Regions from separate parts of the Triticum aestivum genome. Here region 2 is linked to region 1. The links are chromatin contacts, called in public Hi-C maps. All regions are on one chromosome and are shown on one strand. The core of a region is the stretch at or near the end of the contact, and the rest is flanking DNA. Distances in the headings are between cores, read along the strand shown. Region 1 holds the start of LOC123111968 (probable cinnamyl alcohol dehydrogenase 8D). Region 2 holds the start of LOC123111969 (protein SCAI).

The links. A called contact is a pair of places that touch in the nucleus more often than the background predicts.
Region 2: a contact with region 1 is called in a Hi-C map of leaf, with 8 times the contacts expected there. The contact joins the promoter of LOC123111969 here to the promoter of LOC123111968 in region 1. A contact is called at or near these places in 2 of 5 Hi-C or Micro-C datasets (both in leaf).

What each region holds. Positions count from the first base shown.
Region 1 is chr5B:382,614,120-382,619,665 of IWGSC CS RefSeq v2.1, reverse strand. LOC123111968 (probable cinnamyl alcohol dehydrogenase 8D) reads right to left here and starts at 3,526. Exons shown (of 4, transcript XM_044532849.1): 1 at 3,225-3,526; 2 at 3,012-3,125; 3 at 2,405-2,918; 4 at 1,691-2,293. The coding sequence starts at 3,304. The coding sequence ends at 1,931.
Region 2 is chr5B:382,828,629-382,834,174 of IWGSC CS RefSeq v2.1, reverse strand. It overlaps LOC123111969 (protein SCAI), which reads right to left and starts at 2,269. Exons shown (of 9, transcript XM_044532850.1): 1 at 1,660-2,269; 2 at 1,347-1,553; 3 at 1,040-1,255; 4 at 247-313; 5 at 8-154. The coding sequence starts at 2,265.

The DNA of each region.
Region 1 (5,546 bases), core at 2,277-4,776:
TTAGTCCCTTAACCTATAAGTCTTCAATAACCAAAATCACTAAGGGGCACTAGATGCACTTACAACAACACTAGCACCACTTTCGATCAAGGGACTCTATTCATCAATGCTGGGCACCATCAACGACGAATGCCAAAAGTGGCCCGGATGCTTGGAAAATGTTGGTCCTATGAACCCGAGTGGTTGTGGTGATAGTGACTTGGTAGTCCTTTGCTACTTGTGTGTGTTTTCTCTACATTGCGCAAATATTGAAATGTTCCCTAATTTGATGATGACATCTTGGTTGTTTCCTTGTAGAAAATGATTGCGCAAGGATTATTTCGAGAGGAACAACAAGGGAGAGAAGAGGAAGAAGAAAGGAAAAGCTTTCACTTTCCCTCAATGCTACAAAGAGCTCAAGGATGAGGAGAAGTGGAAAACTAGAGAAATTTATGATGCTTCAAAGAAGAAAAGTGTGGTGGTGAAGGATGATGAAGATGGCAATGGTGAGGAGAGAAGGATCCCCACTCCTCTCTCAGCGACTAAATCATATAGTGCGGATGGATGTAAAAAAGTGAAGAGATCCAGGGCCAGAGACAATGATCTTAAAGAAGGATATGACACCATTATCATTGCGATGAAAAAGTATGTCGAAGAAAAGAAATGTTGGAGTTAAAAGAAATGGATGAGAGGGGAGAAGTCGAGCGATGGAGGAGAGGGCGGTGGCCAAGGAGAGGTTGGCGACGGTCGAGGAGAGAAAGGTTGTGCTAGAGGAGAGGAAGGCGGCGGCCGAAGAGCTCAAGATGATTGAGGAAAAGTCACTCAAGTTTATGTTCATGGACACAACTAGCCTTGTTCCCAAAGCAAAGGCGTATGTCGAGCTTTGTCGCGATGAAATGATCATGAAGAAGCAAATGCTTATGAGAAGTATGATGAGAGAAGTCATAGATGAAATGGGGGGAGGAATGGGAGGTGCCATGAGTGGAATGGGAGGAGAAATGGGAGGTGCCAAAAACGGTGGAACGGGCGGCTACATGAACATGATGGGAGGTGCCATGAAAGGTGCATTTGGTGGCAACATGGATGGTGGCTTCGGTGGCATGGCCGATGGCTTTGAAGGCAACGTGGGCGGCATGGGAGGTGGCTTCGACAGCAACATGAGTGGCATGAGAGGTGACTTTGGTGGCAACATAAGCGGCATGTGAGGTGGCTTGGGTGGCAACATGAGCGACATGGGTGGTGGCTTCGGCGACAACATGAGTGGCATGGAAAGTGGCTTTGATGCAAACATGAACGACACGGGAGGTAGCAATGAAGGTGCTTCCGGTGGAGGTCACGGCACTGAGACGTCAACGCATGAAAACGTCAATAAAAAAGCCATTGATGATGATGAAGCCACCATCCACAATGTGACTAATTAGAACGGAGAGGACGAGCATTGAGTGATATGTCCAGTGTTATGCTTGTGTGCATTTTAATTTGTTGGACCAAGAACTTTGTTTGAGATGATGCACTTTTGGTTGTAGGATTTCAAACTTTATTGATATGATGTACTTTTGGTTGTAAAATTTTGAAAATATTCAAATTCTTTTTCATGTTCAGCTGCGGCTGTCGGCTGTAGAGCAACCGCTCGGCCCTCGGCCGGTTATACATCTTCAATTTGCTTTATCTACTGAAGTTTAACTTTTACATCGTCAATGTACATCATCTGTTGGAGTTGTCTCTTTTTTATTGTAAAAATGCACTTTTCATGAAGTAAATTATATAACACCTTGTTTTACATCTCTGAAATGCAACAGAAGATTCTCTAAAGATGGCACCTATTATTTCAAAAGCAATTCTGGAAGTGCACGCACCAACCCATTTGTGGAAATAAACAACAAATCACGACTTCACGTCGCTGGAAGCTTGTAGGTAACCAAACGACACGCGTATGGTGTGTTCGGAAGCACTAAGCGGCGGCGCCCAGCTGGCTGCCGGCGACGTCGATGACGAAGCGGTATCTCACGTCGTTCCTCTCCAGCCGCTCGACCGCCGTATTAACGTAGTCCATCTTGACGACCTCGACGTCGGCGGTGATGCCGTGCTTCCCCGCGAAGTCCAGCATCGCCTGGCAGCTGCCGATGCTGCCCACGAGGTTCCCGGCCACGCGCTTGCCGCCACCGATGATGGCGTAGGCAGGAAGCTCCAGCGGCGTGCTGGGCGCGCCCACCACCACCAGCTGCCCCCTCGGCTTTAGCAGCTCCAGAAGCGGCACGATCGGGTGCCCCGCCGACACCGTGTCGATGATGCCGTCCATCGTGCCGGCCGCCGCCTGCACCCGAAAACGTAGGCGCGTCAATGGCTCTCGTCCCGTGCCAAGAATCACGTGTCACACGCACGAAGGGTCAGTTAATGGAAGGAAGCAACTGAAACAAGACGTAACCTTCATTTGCTCGGGGTCCTGGCTGACCAAGAACGCGTCGGCGCCGAGCCGCTCGACGGCCTCCTCCCGCTTCCTCGGCGACGAGCTGATCACGGTGACGGTCATCCCGAACGCCTTGCCGAACTTGACGGCCATGTGGCCGAGGCCCCCGAGGCCGACCACGCCCAGGTGCTTCCCCGGCGCGTTGAGGCCGAACTCCATCATGGGGCTGTACACCGTGACGCCGGCGCAGAGCAGCGGCGCCGCCCCGTCCAGGGGAAGGCCCTCCGGGACGCGGACGACGTAGCCCTGGTCGACGACGAGGACGTTGGAGAAGCCGCCCTGGGTGGTGGCGCCGTCGTAGTCCACGGCGTTGGAGGTGAGCACGAGCGTGGGGCAGTGGTTCTCGTGCCCGCTGCCGCAGCTCACGCAGGAGCGGCAGGAGTCGACGAAGTAGCCCACGCCCACCGCGTCCCCGGCCTTGAAGTTCTTGACGCCGGGGCCAACCTCGGTGACGACGCCAACAATCTCATGCCTGCGCCGCATGACATGAATCCATCATTAGTTTGTACTACTAGAAATTTGGAGGAGGCAAATCGTCGGATGATGCTTGGTAAGGTTCACCCACCCGGGGACGACGGGGTAGAGGGCGTTGCCCCACTCGTTCTTGGCGATGTGGAGGTCGGTGTGGCAGATCCCGCAGAAGAGCACTTTGATCGTGACATCGTCGTCCTTCAGAGCCCTGCTATCATGCATCACGTAGGGGGATTCGTCAGATCGGCGCAAGAAGCAGAGGTGCATTATAGGGACTTGACTGGAATACTGGATAGAGGAAGACGACCTTCGTGAGAAGCTGTAGGGGGAGAGGACACCGGACGTGTCCCTCGCCGCCCAACCGATAGCAGGCATGCCTTTCGCCATTGATGACCGCTTGCTCTGCTTCTTCGGTCCTAGCACTTCGATTTCCTGCTCTAAAATCCGGATATTACTACCAAGCCGCGAGGTTGGGGATAAATAGGCAAGCTGACGAGTTGGATTGGACGTCAGACGCTACGTGTGTAGGGCATGGACGTCAGCTACTATGTACTCCAGCTACAGTGGTGCGGTATCAAATGGGAAACACATGCTCACATAGTTTACTCCCAAGTCCAAGTCCCAACCCTACCTTCGCCGCAGCCACCGGGAAGGGGGGCTCGTGCTGCTCAACTGTAAACCTACACACCTTTTTTTTGGAGGGACCTACTCATCAATTATTAAGCGGTCCATTCGATGTGGGGTCAATGATCGTTGGCTGGCATTTCAAAAGAAAAAGAAATGATCGTCGGCCGGCGAATGATTCGACATGTCTCGTGATAACGGACGATCCAGCGAAGACGAACCCTACCTACCACAACTTTTAGCTAACAACCCGATTCATGAGAAGAGAAAGAATATCTAAATTTATTGGTACTCCAACTGATTGTTACTGCAACTCGTTACCTAAACAGGGATGATTCGGAATCTTGCCACATGATCAGTTGAGCTTGTGAAGTAGAGTACCTATCGGTCGACTTGATTGTACTATAATCCTATCTATCCGTGATCTTATTACTATATACAGTCGCTCTGAACCTTTTTTCTTGAATCGTATTAATAAATGCATGATTCGTTTGAGGTGCTCCGAGTTGTATGGTACTCTAATGTCCCTAGTCGTAGAGGATGGGAAGTGTTAGTGTGGTGGGGGTTGTCTGAAGACTAATATTTCTAACAGCGGATGGCCACACTAACAGGTCAGTGGACAGGGAGATGTCAACAACCTAAGGGCATCTTCAACAGATCCCCTAAAACCAATTAGAGAAGTAAAAAAAACGACTTACTCCTCTAAATCAGACCTAGTCGATCCCCTAAAACCTTTAGGTGAGAAAATATTTTACTCCGAGCGGCCGCCGAGGGGTAAAATTACTCGCCCTCCGAGTCACCAAGTAAACCATCTCCTGTCCCCACTCGCCTCACCGCAAATCGCAACCCATGCCACCCAATCCCCTCCCGCGTCACACTCCACCACCTACACGCCGACGACAATGGTTCAATCCGAACGCCGCTGCTCCCTGCCGCCCATCCGTAGCACTCGGCCGACGGATCCACGCGACACCATTTCCTCTTCATGCGACGACGATAGCGACGACCCCGCCAATGATCAGAGGTTTGCGCAAAAGGGAGTGGAAGGAGCTCGTGGAAGAATCAGACTAGGTTTAAATTTCTAGCTAGAATTGTGAATTTAGTTTAAATTTATGTAAAATATTTAGAATTTGCACCGAATGTGGTTTAAGTATGTTTTATGTACTAGTTTGAACCTAATTCACAAGAAATTTGTGTTAATATGCCTTTCGAATTTATTACTTCGTTAAGTTTGGGGTTTTGCCTAGAAACAACATTTCTTAGAGGAGCAAATGTGCTCCTCTAAAGTTTACGCCGCCGTTTACTCTAAAATTTAGGGGATCGGCTAGAGTGCCCTAATAGATGTAGCTGGACTGTTGAAGTTGGGAACTCCGAGTTGGACTTGAACTATTCGAGACACAACGGGTTATGTAGTGGTGGGCGCACGGCAGATGCCAAAGGATGGCTAAAAAGAGGGACATGCTTGAGGGCACCGGTGGGCTCCAGAGGCGAGGTCTTCATGAGCGAGCGAGGGACGCAAGACATACCCAGGTTCGGGGCTCTCCGGTGAGATAATACCCCTAGTCCCGCCGAGAGTGGTTTACCAATGGAGCGTGTAATAGTACAGAGTTGCTCATGGAGCTGTTTGGGGGAGGAAGGATGGCAGGCCAATGCGTAGGCTGCTCCTTCTCCTTGTGTGTTTGAGTGTGCATGGGTGTGCTGCTAGCGGTTGTCCAGCCAAGTGCTCGCCTGTGTACGTGGAGGGCTCCTGGGGGTTTTATAGGTCAACCCCCCAAGGTTACAATGGTAAAGTTATAAGGCCATGGGGCCGGGATGTCAGCGTCTGAGAAGCCGGCGCTGGGACCCGCCGGGTACTAGGGAGTGCCGGATTCTCCGGGCGCAGGCCCCGTGCGCTGGGGGGCACTGGTGCCCATCTAGTCGTGCCTCGTGGAGTGGTTGAGCCGGCTCGGCTACAGTGGTGCGTCGCCTGGTCGCCATCGGCTTTGCGTCAGTGGAACTGGATTCC
Region 2 (5,546 bases), core at 1,020-3,519, 220 kb before region 1:
AAAATACCTTCGCCTTCACGGCAACCTAACCAAAGACATGGTTCTTTATCTTCCTTTGAAGTGATGGCCCTGGTATTAGATATGTCAAACTGACTAAAGCTGTTCACAACCCTCTCGCTTGTATCGGGACCAAGTCCAGAGGATCCCACCTCGCCTGAAAGAAATTATCATATTTGAACGCTAACTAGAATAACTCCCTAACACACAGCTGATAACATTTTAGTTCTACAAGCCTAGGGCACCAACCTGCAGCCGAAAGGTATATCAACATCATAGTATTCAATGGGAGCTCCACACATTTGGTGGCAAGGACCTGGATTTCAATCGTAAATGTTTTTTATCCAGGCAAATATTTCATTTAGGATAAAATGGCGTAAACATAGGAGTACATATAACTATATTTTCTTGTGAAGTGAAAGAAAAAAAGAATTTGGATGTTCGACCGTAAAAGGAGGGCACGGATGAGAGGAGGCCCTAGAGGGCATGCACCAAACATTGCCATTCTATTCAACAGCAATCATCTCTCTATTGCATCATTTGCATAGCTTAGCACCCCAGGAATCAATAATACCATTATGCCTCAAATATATTTCGGGTTAGAATTCCTAGCTGCTATGGGTGTAAAGGACTGTTGGTTATTATGGGCGGATAATGGAGAGGATGGTATTATCGATAATGGAACAAATCAACAAACAGAATCAGTTTAGTTGCATTATCTTCCCTCATCAAGTCATCATCATGCTTCCTCGTCATGTAATTCAGATTAGTTAGTAGCATCATGTACATATCTTGCAGAATTCCCTACTTTTTTCAATTCTTTCCCACTAGCCTGTTCTGATCATTCCAAGAAACATACACTGGCTGCCATTTACAAATTACACTTCCACTTCCTAATTGAAATGTATCTAGAAGAGCTTGGTCCACAGGTTTTCTCCTAGGACCAAACCAGTGCATTGAGTAACAATGAGCAGTGTGTATATTCAGGACGAAGACAATAAATCAAACATTGAGTTGACAAGATGCCAAATGAGAAACTGACCTTCAAGAAATGTGGCACCGAGGGGCGATAGAGAACTGTTTTCAGTGGGTTCGGGGGCAACGCAGCGTCTCTCAGATCTTTTAGGAGATTGGGGTGATTTTGCCCACTTTCATCATGGGCGCTGTAACCATTGTTTTGTGCAAAGGAACCACATGGTTCCCATTCAAGACACTGAAGCATTCTGAATGTGTCTAGAGTGAGGTCGGTAAATTTGACCTGAAGGGAACACATAGATACATGATGTTCCGCTAGTAAAAATTAAAGAGCGTACGATGCATCTGACTGCGAGAAACCAAGGAAGCATTACCTCGTTATGATAATAGCTGCATAGGATGGCATCGCTTAAGAGCAGACCGCGCTTCTTGACTGTAGGTGGGATGGTGGGAAGAATTTCCGGGGGAGGATCAAATGCATAGCTGTACCTGAGAGGTCTCTTGTTCATGAAGGGCGAGTCAGCCTTTAGAAACCTCGTGATTTCTTGCACGACATGCTTCCACTCCCTGTAATCAGCTTCCTGCAACATTTCATCTTCTTAATTTGAGCCAGAGAAATGAAGAGCGGGGTAACTGCATCGGGATCGGGAAGCGAGGAGGGACAAAAGGGGAAGAATTGAATTGGACCTGGAGGGTCTTCTTGGATTCGTCGAGGAGCGACCGGATTTGGCCGGCGAGGCGGGGTACAGTCTGCGCGCGGCGGGAGAGGATAAGCGCGACGAGGAGGAACCTGGCGAGGAAGCGCAGGTGCTTGGTGGAGGCCCCGAGGTGGTCGTCGAGGAAGTAGGCGCGGTCGAGGACGGCGTGGTAGAAGACGAAGGCCTCGGAGAGGAGGGCGGTGTCGGAGGTGCGCTGGTACTGGGAGTAGTAGAGGTGGGCGATGCGGGCGGCGATCTCGCCGACCTGCCAGCGGCGGAGGCCGGCGTCGAGGAGGCGGTGGCGGTGCTCCTGCTGCATGCGCCACAGCTGGGTGTAGATGCGGAAGGCCTTGCCGTACTCCGCGGGCTCCTGGCGGCCGAAGAGGGGCAGGTCCCGCACCCGGGCGAAGCGCCGGTCCGCCTTGTCCAGCAGCGACCAGAACTGCTCCGCCGGGCATACGCCGCCGCCGCCGCCGCTGCCTTGGACCTGGCCTTGGCCTTGCTGCGGCGACGACGCCATGGTAGCTCCGCCGGATGCGTTTCGTTCCCCTCCCCCGGAGTTGCCTTGGACAGTTGTGCTGGAGACTGGAGTCATCGCCGTCTTCTTTCCTTTCTCCGTTCCGTTCTGTTCCGTTAGCTTGGAGCCCAGCCCAAGCCCGAAAGCTGATATGGCCGACCTAGCACGCACGTCAGCCCAAGGCTCCCGGACTTTTTTAGTGCATGGAAAGCCCACCAAAGTTCCTGTGGAGCGAACGGTCTTACGGGAATTAATTCCGGTGACAATATGGCCTGCAAAATTCCTGTGAAGTTCCCGTGCGCCGAACGGAAGTGGATCCTCTAACTTAACTTGAAGGAGGAAAGTCATCTAAGCTATAATTTCCTAACTTCTTTCCTTTATTTTCATACAATTAAGGCTAAAATGACTTGAATTAATTTGCAAATTACAAATTTACTTTATGCATTTACAAAATTACATACAAATAAAATTGTGGTACAATAAAATTAATTTTAATTTTATTTATATTAATAGTAACTGTGTATAGTACCTACTTAGATAATACAGTGTTCGTTACAGTACCCGTGACTTTCCTTCTATGTTTTACACTAGCTTATACTGTGCTTTGGTGACTTTCCTCCTTCGTGTTAAAGGATCCACTTCCGCACCGAGCGCAGCCTAAGTCTTTTAATATATTCCACTATAAACTACATACGCAGCAAAATAAGTGAATCTATATAGTCTAAAGGCGTTTATATACATCCGAATATAGCAAAAATGCTGTTTGTAGGTCGAGCACCATGCAGGCCGTTATCTGGCACGTCAGTCTTCATAAGGATCCGGTCCAGTCCAGTATTCCCTCAACTTATTTCACCTGAGACGCTTTTGTATGACACTGTATTCTCCATTTATGCACAGTATTTTCCCGTTCGACAGCGCTGCACTGCCAGGCCAGGCACACGTTCCATCGTCTCTCACCCATCATGTTGAAAGGTGCCGCACAAGACACACGAACATGGACCATTTTTACAACACTACAATCGTCCCACACAACTAGGTGTCATTACTACCCTCCCTCTCCAGCAAGTAACAAACCAGTGACACCGATGGAAATGTCTTCGTGCACACCGTCGTTCGATGCCACCGGTGCACCATTGCAAAGTTTTATTCCAAAGCAAAGATATCCGCGGAGGCCGGTTCGTTCGTCCTACTCTGATATCCAGGATCAAAAGGCATTGGATTCACGAACCACTCCAGAACGTCAATAAAAACTAGCCAAATTATGGATAATTGGAATTGTTCTCATCGCTACTCGGAATAACCTTTGCCCTCATATTTTTGCGTGCATGGTGTAGATGCTTTCTACATTATTTTTGGATCACATTTTCTGTCACAAACTCTGGTGACAAAATTGGTTTTGTATTGACTTCCTCACAACCCTTTTTAGTGTTGTTAACATGGTCCCTTCGTTAACATGATATGTAAGAGGATATAGGTGCGGCTAGCCTGCATGTGATACACGAATGAGTGGACACCGACCAACCTCACACGTACACTTAACTCATTCAGTCTATGATCAAATTTTCACACATTAACAAAAAAATGCATTCGAATTGTTTGATTTTTATATAAGCCCTTTAATTTAAAAACAACCATCCCTAGTACGACCATCACCGAGTAGTAATAATTCCCTTACCAATTGAACAATGCATCCTCATTAAGTTTTCGATGCCATGGCATCACGCATAGGTCACCATGCATACGATTATTGTACGACAATGCAATTGAGCCATCCATGCACAGAATAAAATTGCAGCCGATCACTTGATTAGGCATCACATAGTGATAGGACACATAATGTATGTGTATGCAAAGTAGTTCTGGTAGCATCATTGCCTCTCATGTCGACGCCATGCCATTTCGAGTGTACTAATCGGTGTTTTCGAGAAGTGAAACCCCCAAGGAACTCTCACAGCTCAAAAATTAATTACCGGATACTCGCTAGACAAGATAAATCACACATACGGAATGATACCTTTTTCTCTTTCTTTTGTGCCAAAGGTTGCAATCAGTATGACTATCATTACCCTTCAATTCTTAAGCCAACCACACTTAATACGGATTGTTTCTTACGCGGCACAAATAAGATGCACTCTAGTATTTTTATGATAATGTATTTTCCCAAAAAAGATGTAAAAAGGAATACAGCCCTACCTGGTACCATCCTATTTTAATCTTAATGAATCGATTACACACATCAGGTAACTCATTGATTTTATTTTATTTTATATTTGTCAAGCACCGTGTTATGTTGTTCAAAGATTTGAACCAAAACAGTTTTAATAAAAAGGATTTGCGCCAAAACACGTTATTGTGCTTCGTAGCATCACACTAGCTGTCCAAAAGCATCACGTAGCTCATCTGCATGCATGGCTTTTTTTTCCGGCGAGATCCCTTTCTCAGCATCTTCTTTTCCATGCGTCAAGCATCTCTGCTTGGACACAGGCCGCAGCCATCAGACACCTCGCCCACTTGCTTCGATGTGCTGACGCGACAGCTCCCCGCTGCACAGCCACATTAATATGGTCTCATGTGCAAACCAAGCGCTCCAGCGCATGGCACCAGTGTATTTCCCATATAAATACCCCGCGTATAGAAACCGGAAATGGAAGCCGCACACATCACAGCGGCACAACGCCTGGTCGAGATAACGAGTGTCAGGTAGCTCGTCCTCCAAAACGCCTATCTCCGAATATAGAGGGTGTTTGTTTCCACGGACTTATTGGTTTAGAGACTTAAAAAAGTCCCTATAAATCCCATCTAAACCAAATACGAGGGACTTATAGGGACTTAAAGTGGGCATTTGGGACTTATGAAATAAGACTCTCAAGAAGGGACTTATAGAGACTTATAGTTGTAATATGGTCTTATAAGGACTTATAAGTCCCAGAAACCAAACAGATAGAGACTTTTTAGGGACTTGGAACTTATAAATTGGGACTAAAAAAAGTCCTAGGACTTATGAACCAAACAGGGCCTACTCTATAGTGAAATATCTAAAAAGACTTATATTTAGGAACGGAGGGAGTGCATCTTTAAGCTTGAGATGGTTACTGGAATATGCCCATCGCCTGGCTTTTCTGGTCATGCATCGATCACGGGTCAGCGACGGCACCGCCGCCTGGTATGCAAATATTCATGTTGCTAGTATCCAGGCTGGAAGGGAAGGAGGAGCAGCCGCAGTATGCAGGGACAGGGAAGGCTCTTTCCTAGGGAGCTTGGCCCTTGTCATTAGCGGGGTGTGTGATCCAGCAACGGTTGAAGCAATTGCATGTAGGGAGGCGATGGCCCTTGCAGAAGACCTTCACATCCAATAGTTT